2 separate regions of the Pan troglodytes genome follow, and region 2 is linked to region 1. A link is a contact called in public Hi-C data. All regions are on one chromosome and are shown on one strand. Each heading gives the region's core, a stretch centred on a gene start, on an enhancer-like site or on the middle of the called end of the contact. The rest is flanking DNA. Distances are from core to core; before and after follow the strand shown.

Region 1 (2,765 bases), core at 151-2,650:
TCAGCAGAGGCAGCAGGGGTGAGCACAGGTGCCTGGGTTCCAGCAGCCACGAGGGCAGCCACACCTCCGATGGCTCTGCAGTTCCCATAGCTCCTTCTGTCCACAGTCCCCATCACGCCCTCAGTTCGCCATATATTCAGCTTCTTTTGGATCTACAGGCCTTCATCATCTGCATTTTCTTTCCATTAGCTCCATTTCCTTCCGTCCCTAGCAGGAATCTATGAACTATCCTTGAACTCAGAGTTCTCTTGAAGGCACCCTCAACATCTTCATCTTGTTGGCCTCCTGGGAATGGCACCTGCTCTGCAGCTCCCCGTCCTGGATGCATCCTGTAGCCCCACTTCTCTTCCAGGTGCTGGTGACCCTCACTTCTAGAAAACAGCACGGGCCCTGCCAGCCCCAGTCCCTGCGCTGCTGCATGGACACTATGGCTCCCTGTGCCTCCCTGTCTCTCAGTTGATGAGTTGCTGCCTCATCAATAGGTTGTTGTCTGACACCTCTATCATCTGTGACAAGAGGTTGTGTGTTTTTTTTTTTTTTTTTAATAATAGAGATGAGGGCCAGGTGTGGTGGCTCACGCCTGTAATCCCAGCACTTGAGGAGGCTGAAGCAGGCGGATCACTTGAGGTCAGGAGTTCGAAACCAGCCTGGCCAACATGGTGAAACCCCGTCTCTACTAAAAATACAAAAATCAGCCAGGTGTGGTGGCGTGCGCCTGTAGTCCCAGCTACTCAAGAGGCTAAGACACGAGAATTGCTTGAACCTGGGGATTGAAGGTTGCAGTGAGCCAAAATCACGCCACTGCACTCCAGCCTGGGCAACAGAGCAAGACTTCATCTCAAAAATAATAATAATAATAATAATAGTGATGGAGTTTTGCCATATTGCCCAGGCTGGTCTCGAACTCCTGGGCTCAAGCGATCCTCCCATCTCAGCCTCCCAAAGTGCTGAGATTACAGGTGTGAGCCACCACGCCCAGTCTAGAGAGTTTTCATACCACAAAGTTGAAGGTGAACCTGTAGAACCCATAAACTGTTGACAAAAGAAAAAAGCGGGAAGCAGCCTTGGGTTATCTCCAGCACACCCACCAGAGGGCAGCAGACACTGGCTAAAGCTCTTAGTCCTAAGTCCTGAGTGCTGGAAACAGTTGCAATGGCCAGCACGTGGGCAGAGCTCACCGCAGACAGTCCTCAGAGGTCGGAATCTGCCATGCATCTGGCAATCTCTCTGCTGCCCCTGCCCCAGCCTGCCCTTAGCTCCTCTCTCTGGAGCCCAGTGGTAGTCTTCATGGGCTCTCCTGCTTCAGGCTGTCCTGACTTAAGGAATGTCCCCACTGCCCTCATCCCTTCACAGCTCCTCTGCAGATCAGAGTGCAAGCCAGAGTCCTACAGTGGCCTCACAGCCCTGGCTGCTTGGAATCCTTACCCGTTCCCCACTCACTGTGGCACCACCAGGCTCCGCGCTGTTACTCCAGGCCTCAGACACGGGCACACTCAGGGGCCATGTGCTTCTGTTCCCTTTGTTTATGAGCTATTCCCCCAGGTGTCTGCAGAGCACGCTTCCTTGAACTCCTTCAGGCCTTCCCTGAGCACACCCTTGTAAGTACACACAGACGGCACCACCACATCCCTTTCAGCAGGACCCAGGGGAAGAGCAGTCACCAGACACCCTCCAGCTCTCTGTTCCTGCAGGGCCCAGCACGGCTGCATACAGCCTCACCTGAGGTCACACCCTTCCTAAGGCAGCCTTCATCTGGTGACTGAGCAAAGCAGGGGCTATAAAGAACTGGCCATTTCCATCTCATGTGAGACTCTGTCCGACTGTCTAACTTCTCCAAGACTTTGTTGGGTGCCCATCACTATTCAAGTTCTCCTGCCCAATCCTGCTTCCGCCTCCTTCCTTCCACAGGTGTTGGCCTCATATTCCATCTCAGTAAATGCCTCTGAAGAGCCCACACCTGTAATTCTAGCACTTTGGGAGGTCGAGGCAGGAGGATCACTTGAGGCAAGGAGTTTGAGACCAGCATGGGCAACATAGTGAGACCCTATCTCTACAAAAAATTAAATTAGCTGAGCATGGTGGTGCACACCTGTGGTCCCAGATACTCAGGAGGCTGAGATTGGAGGATCACTTGAGACTAGGAAGTTGAGGCTGCCATGAGCCATGACTGCACCACTGCACTCCAGCTTGGGCAGCAGGACAAGAACCTGTCTCAGAATGAATAAATAAAAAGAAAGTTGTTCCAGTCACCTGTCTGGCATGTGTACAGCTCTGGGAGACACTCTGCTGGCTTTTCCCAGACGCCAGCCAGCTCCTCCACTTGGACAACTCTTGCCTGCCCAGGCCTCTCCTACTTCTGCCTCACTCCCAGCTGGGGTTTCCTTCCTCATAAAGGACCTCCACTCAGCTCAGCCTTTGGGGAAGCAAGGCTAAATACACTCTTTTGTCATCTTTTGCGACCCTCTTGCAAGCACATCTTTCTCCAGCTATACCATAGGTCCTTGTCTCATTCCTCACATTTTTTGGCACCTACTGTATCAGAGGTATTCTTCTAGATGCTAGGGATACATGACCTCAGGTCATCTGCCTGCCTCAGCCTCCCAAAGTGCTGGGATTACAGGAGTGAGCCACGGCACCTGGCCGCCAATGCATGTTTTAGACCAGCCACTGAAGCCACAGCACTGGCTGCCTCAGAAGGGGTGGGGCAGGAGGCTGGGAGGGGCTAAACCAGGACTTGCAGTGGGGATGGGGAGAGGAGAAATGTT
Region 2 (2,700 bases), core at 105-2,604, 140 kb after region 1:
CAAAATACACAATAAAAAACCTCTGTCCCTCCAATTCCTAAAGCTCTTAATTTTAAGGTGCATTACTTAAAAATTTTGTAATACTTTTTTTTTTTTTGAGACGGAGTCTTGCTCTATTGCCCAGGGGATGGAGTGCAGTGGCACGATCTCAGCTCACTGCAACCTCTGCCTCCTGGGTTCAAGCGATTCTCCTGCCTCAGCCTCCCAAGTAGCTGGGACTATAGGCATGTGCCACCACACCCAGCTAATTTGGTGTCCAGCCAAATACTGTAATACTTTTATAAAGAATATGGTATCTTTCACAGGTAATATCTGATTTTTGTTATTTATATTAAAAGAAATGAATGTAACGGCTGGTAATATTTAAATTGGGATAAACTGAGTTTTTCTGTTGAGGAGATGGTTTAGGGAAGTCCATACCCAAAGCCGCTTTTGCTGCGGCAGATGCCACGCGAGGGTCCACCACAGATGCCAAAAAAGCAACAGTACTCATAACTGGATTTCCCGACTGACTGAAGGGGACAGGCTGGTAGGCCAAAGGCCCAAGGGAAGCATCTGAATTCTCAAGGTATGGGTCCTCAATGGGAAGTCTCAAAAAGTGGAGGATGCATTCATCCTGAGTACGACTTCCAACATGTTCCGACACTTTGTTCCAATCATCCTTGTACATCTCCAGGGCCTAAGACAGAAAAAACAGATGCTTTCATGTCAGGTAACAAGAAAGTAATGTGTAATATTAGAAGTTCTTTAGATAGCTTTTTTAAAAAAAATTAATGCAAATATTTATGCATAAATAGAAAGATTTGATGGTTTCCTTATATTATTTTCAATCAGGCAAGTAAAATAAATAAAAGACATGCATACTGTAAAGAAAGTAGTCCAGGCACGGTGGCTCACGCGTATAATCTCAGCACTTTGGGAGGCAGAGGTGGGCAGATCACCTGAGGTCAGGAGTTCGAGAGCAGCCTGGCCAATAACATGGTGAAACCCCATCTCTACTAAAAATACAAAAATTAGCTGGGCATGGTGGTGCGTGCCTGTAATCCCAGCTACTCAGGAGACTGAGGCACAAGAATCGCTTGAACCCGGGAGGCAGAAGTTGCAGTGAGCCGAGATTGTGCCACTGCACTCCAGCCTAGGCGGCAAGAGTGATAGAAAGAAAGAAAAGAAGAAACAAAAGAAAAGAGGGAGGGAGGGAAGGAAGGGAGGGAGGGAGGGAGGAAGGAAAGGAGGGAAGGGAGGGGAGGGGAGGGGAGGGGAGGAAGGGAGGAAGGAAGGAAGGAAGGAAGGAAGGAAGGAAGGAAGGAAGGAAGGAGGGAAGGAAGGAAGGGCTTTTTTACTAATACAGACAGACATGACTGTTTATGTAGAAAACTCTAAGGAAGCTATAAAAAAAAGTACTAAAACTGAATAGCTGAGCAAAATCACAGGATAGAAGGGCAATAGAGAAACTGAACTATATTTCCATACATAACAGCAATGAACAATTTTAAATAGGAAGAAAAAAGTATTTAACATAAAAGCTGGGTGTAGTGGCACACATCTGTACTCCCAGCTACTCAGGGGGCTGAGGCGAGAGGATCTCTTGAGCCCAGGGGTTCAAGGCCAGCCTGACAAACACAGCAAGACCCTGTCTTAGGTCGCGATTTTCTCCTGCTGCTGTGGCCCGGACATGGCGACTCCGGCCCTGTGATTCCGGAGGTCCCCTTTGAACCATCGAAGCCCCCAGTCATTGAGGGGCTTAGCCCCACTGTTTACAGGAATCCAGAGAGTTTCAAGGAAAAGTTCCTTCACAAGACCCACGAGAACCCGGTGGTACCCACAGGTTGCCTGGCCACGGCGGCCGCCCTCACCTACGGCCTCTACTCCTTCCACCGGGGCAACAGCCAGCGCTCTCAGCTCATGATGTGCACCTGGATCGCCGCCCAGGGTTTCACGGTCACAGCCATCTTGCTGGGTCTAGCTGTCACCGCTATGAAGTCTCAACCCTGAGCCCAGGGTCTGGCTTTGAAAGCTCCGCAGAAATGATTCCAAAACCCAGGAGCAACCACTGGCCCTACCATGGGACTTACTCCCTCCTCTCCTTTGAGAGGCCCATGCGTCGTTGGGGGAGGAAGTGACCCTTTGCGTAACTGTAACTGAAAGTTTTTTCAAAAATCCTAGTTTCTGTTGTTTGAATGTTACATACTTCTATTTGTGCCACATCTCCCCTCCACTCCCCTGCTTAATAAACTCTAAAAAACAAAAAAAAGACCCTGTCTTAAATAGCATAATGAAATAGGAGGAATAAACATAATAAAGAATGTAAAAGAGCAACAGACTAGAATGAGTAAAACATGAGAGAACTCAAAGACCCAAATAAAGGAAGAGATATATTGTGTTCATTCATTAGAAGTCTCAGTATTAAGATGTCAGTTCTTTCCAAGTTGAACTACAGATTCAATACAATTCCAGTCAAACTCCAAGTAGGCTTCTTTTTAGTAGAAATTGATAAACTGATTCAAAAATTTATAAACTACATACATTTCTAGTTTTATAATTTATTATTTTTTCAGAGAAAATCCTGAAAGAAACCAACAAAAAGAGTAAAAGGAGTCTCCGAGGGAAAAACGGATAGAACAGTAGAAAGAAAACCACAACTATGTGGTGCTAAGAATGTTGAGGAATTAATTGGATAAAAAGAATTTATTTAGTGGCATA

The links. A called contact is a pair of places that touch in the nucleus more often than the background predicts.
Region 2: a Hi-C map of stem cell-derived neural progenitor cells shows a contact between it and region 1, with 4 times the contacts expected there. The contact joins the promoter of LOC112208580 here to the enhancer-like site in region 1. A contact is called at or near these places in 1 of 7 Hi-C or Micro-C datasets (stem cell-derived neural progenitor cells) and 1 of 1 datasets of contacts at active chromatin or transcription factors (stem cell-derived excitatory neurons).

The regions. Positions count from the first base shown.
Region 1 is chr2:51,533,356-51,536,120 of NHGRI_mPanTro3-v2.0_pri, forward strand. No RefSeq gene overlaps it. Among named protein-coding and RNA genes, the nearest start is that of ELP6, 8.8 kb to the left of the region's middle. Within about 2 kb of position 1,401, at least 9 of the 24 cell types and tissues checked have an H3K27ac peak or open chromatin away from gene starts, as enhancers often do. A contact at or near this core is called in stem cell-derived excitatory neurons and stem cell-derived neural progenitor cells, where this site is marked.
Region 2 is chr2:51,673,739-51,676,438 of NHGRI_mPanTro3-v2.0_pri, forward strand. It overlaps LOC112208580 (HIG1 domain family member 2A, mitochondrial), which reads left to right and starts at 1,355. Exons shown (of 2, transcript XM_054680328.2): 1 at 1,355-1,397; 2 at 1,640-2,059. The coding sequence starts at 1,355. The coding sequence ends at 1,992. SMARCC1 (SWI/SNF related, matrix associated, actin dependent regulator of chromatin subfamily c member 1) reads right to left here. Exons shown (of 28, transcript XM_001154676.8): 20 at 421-679.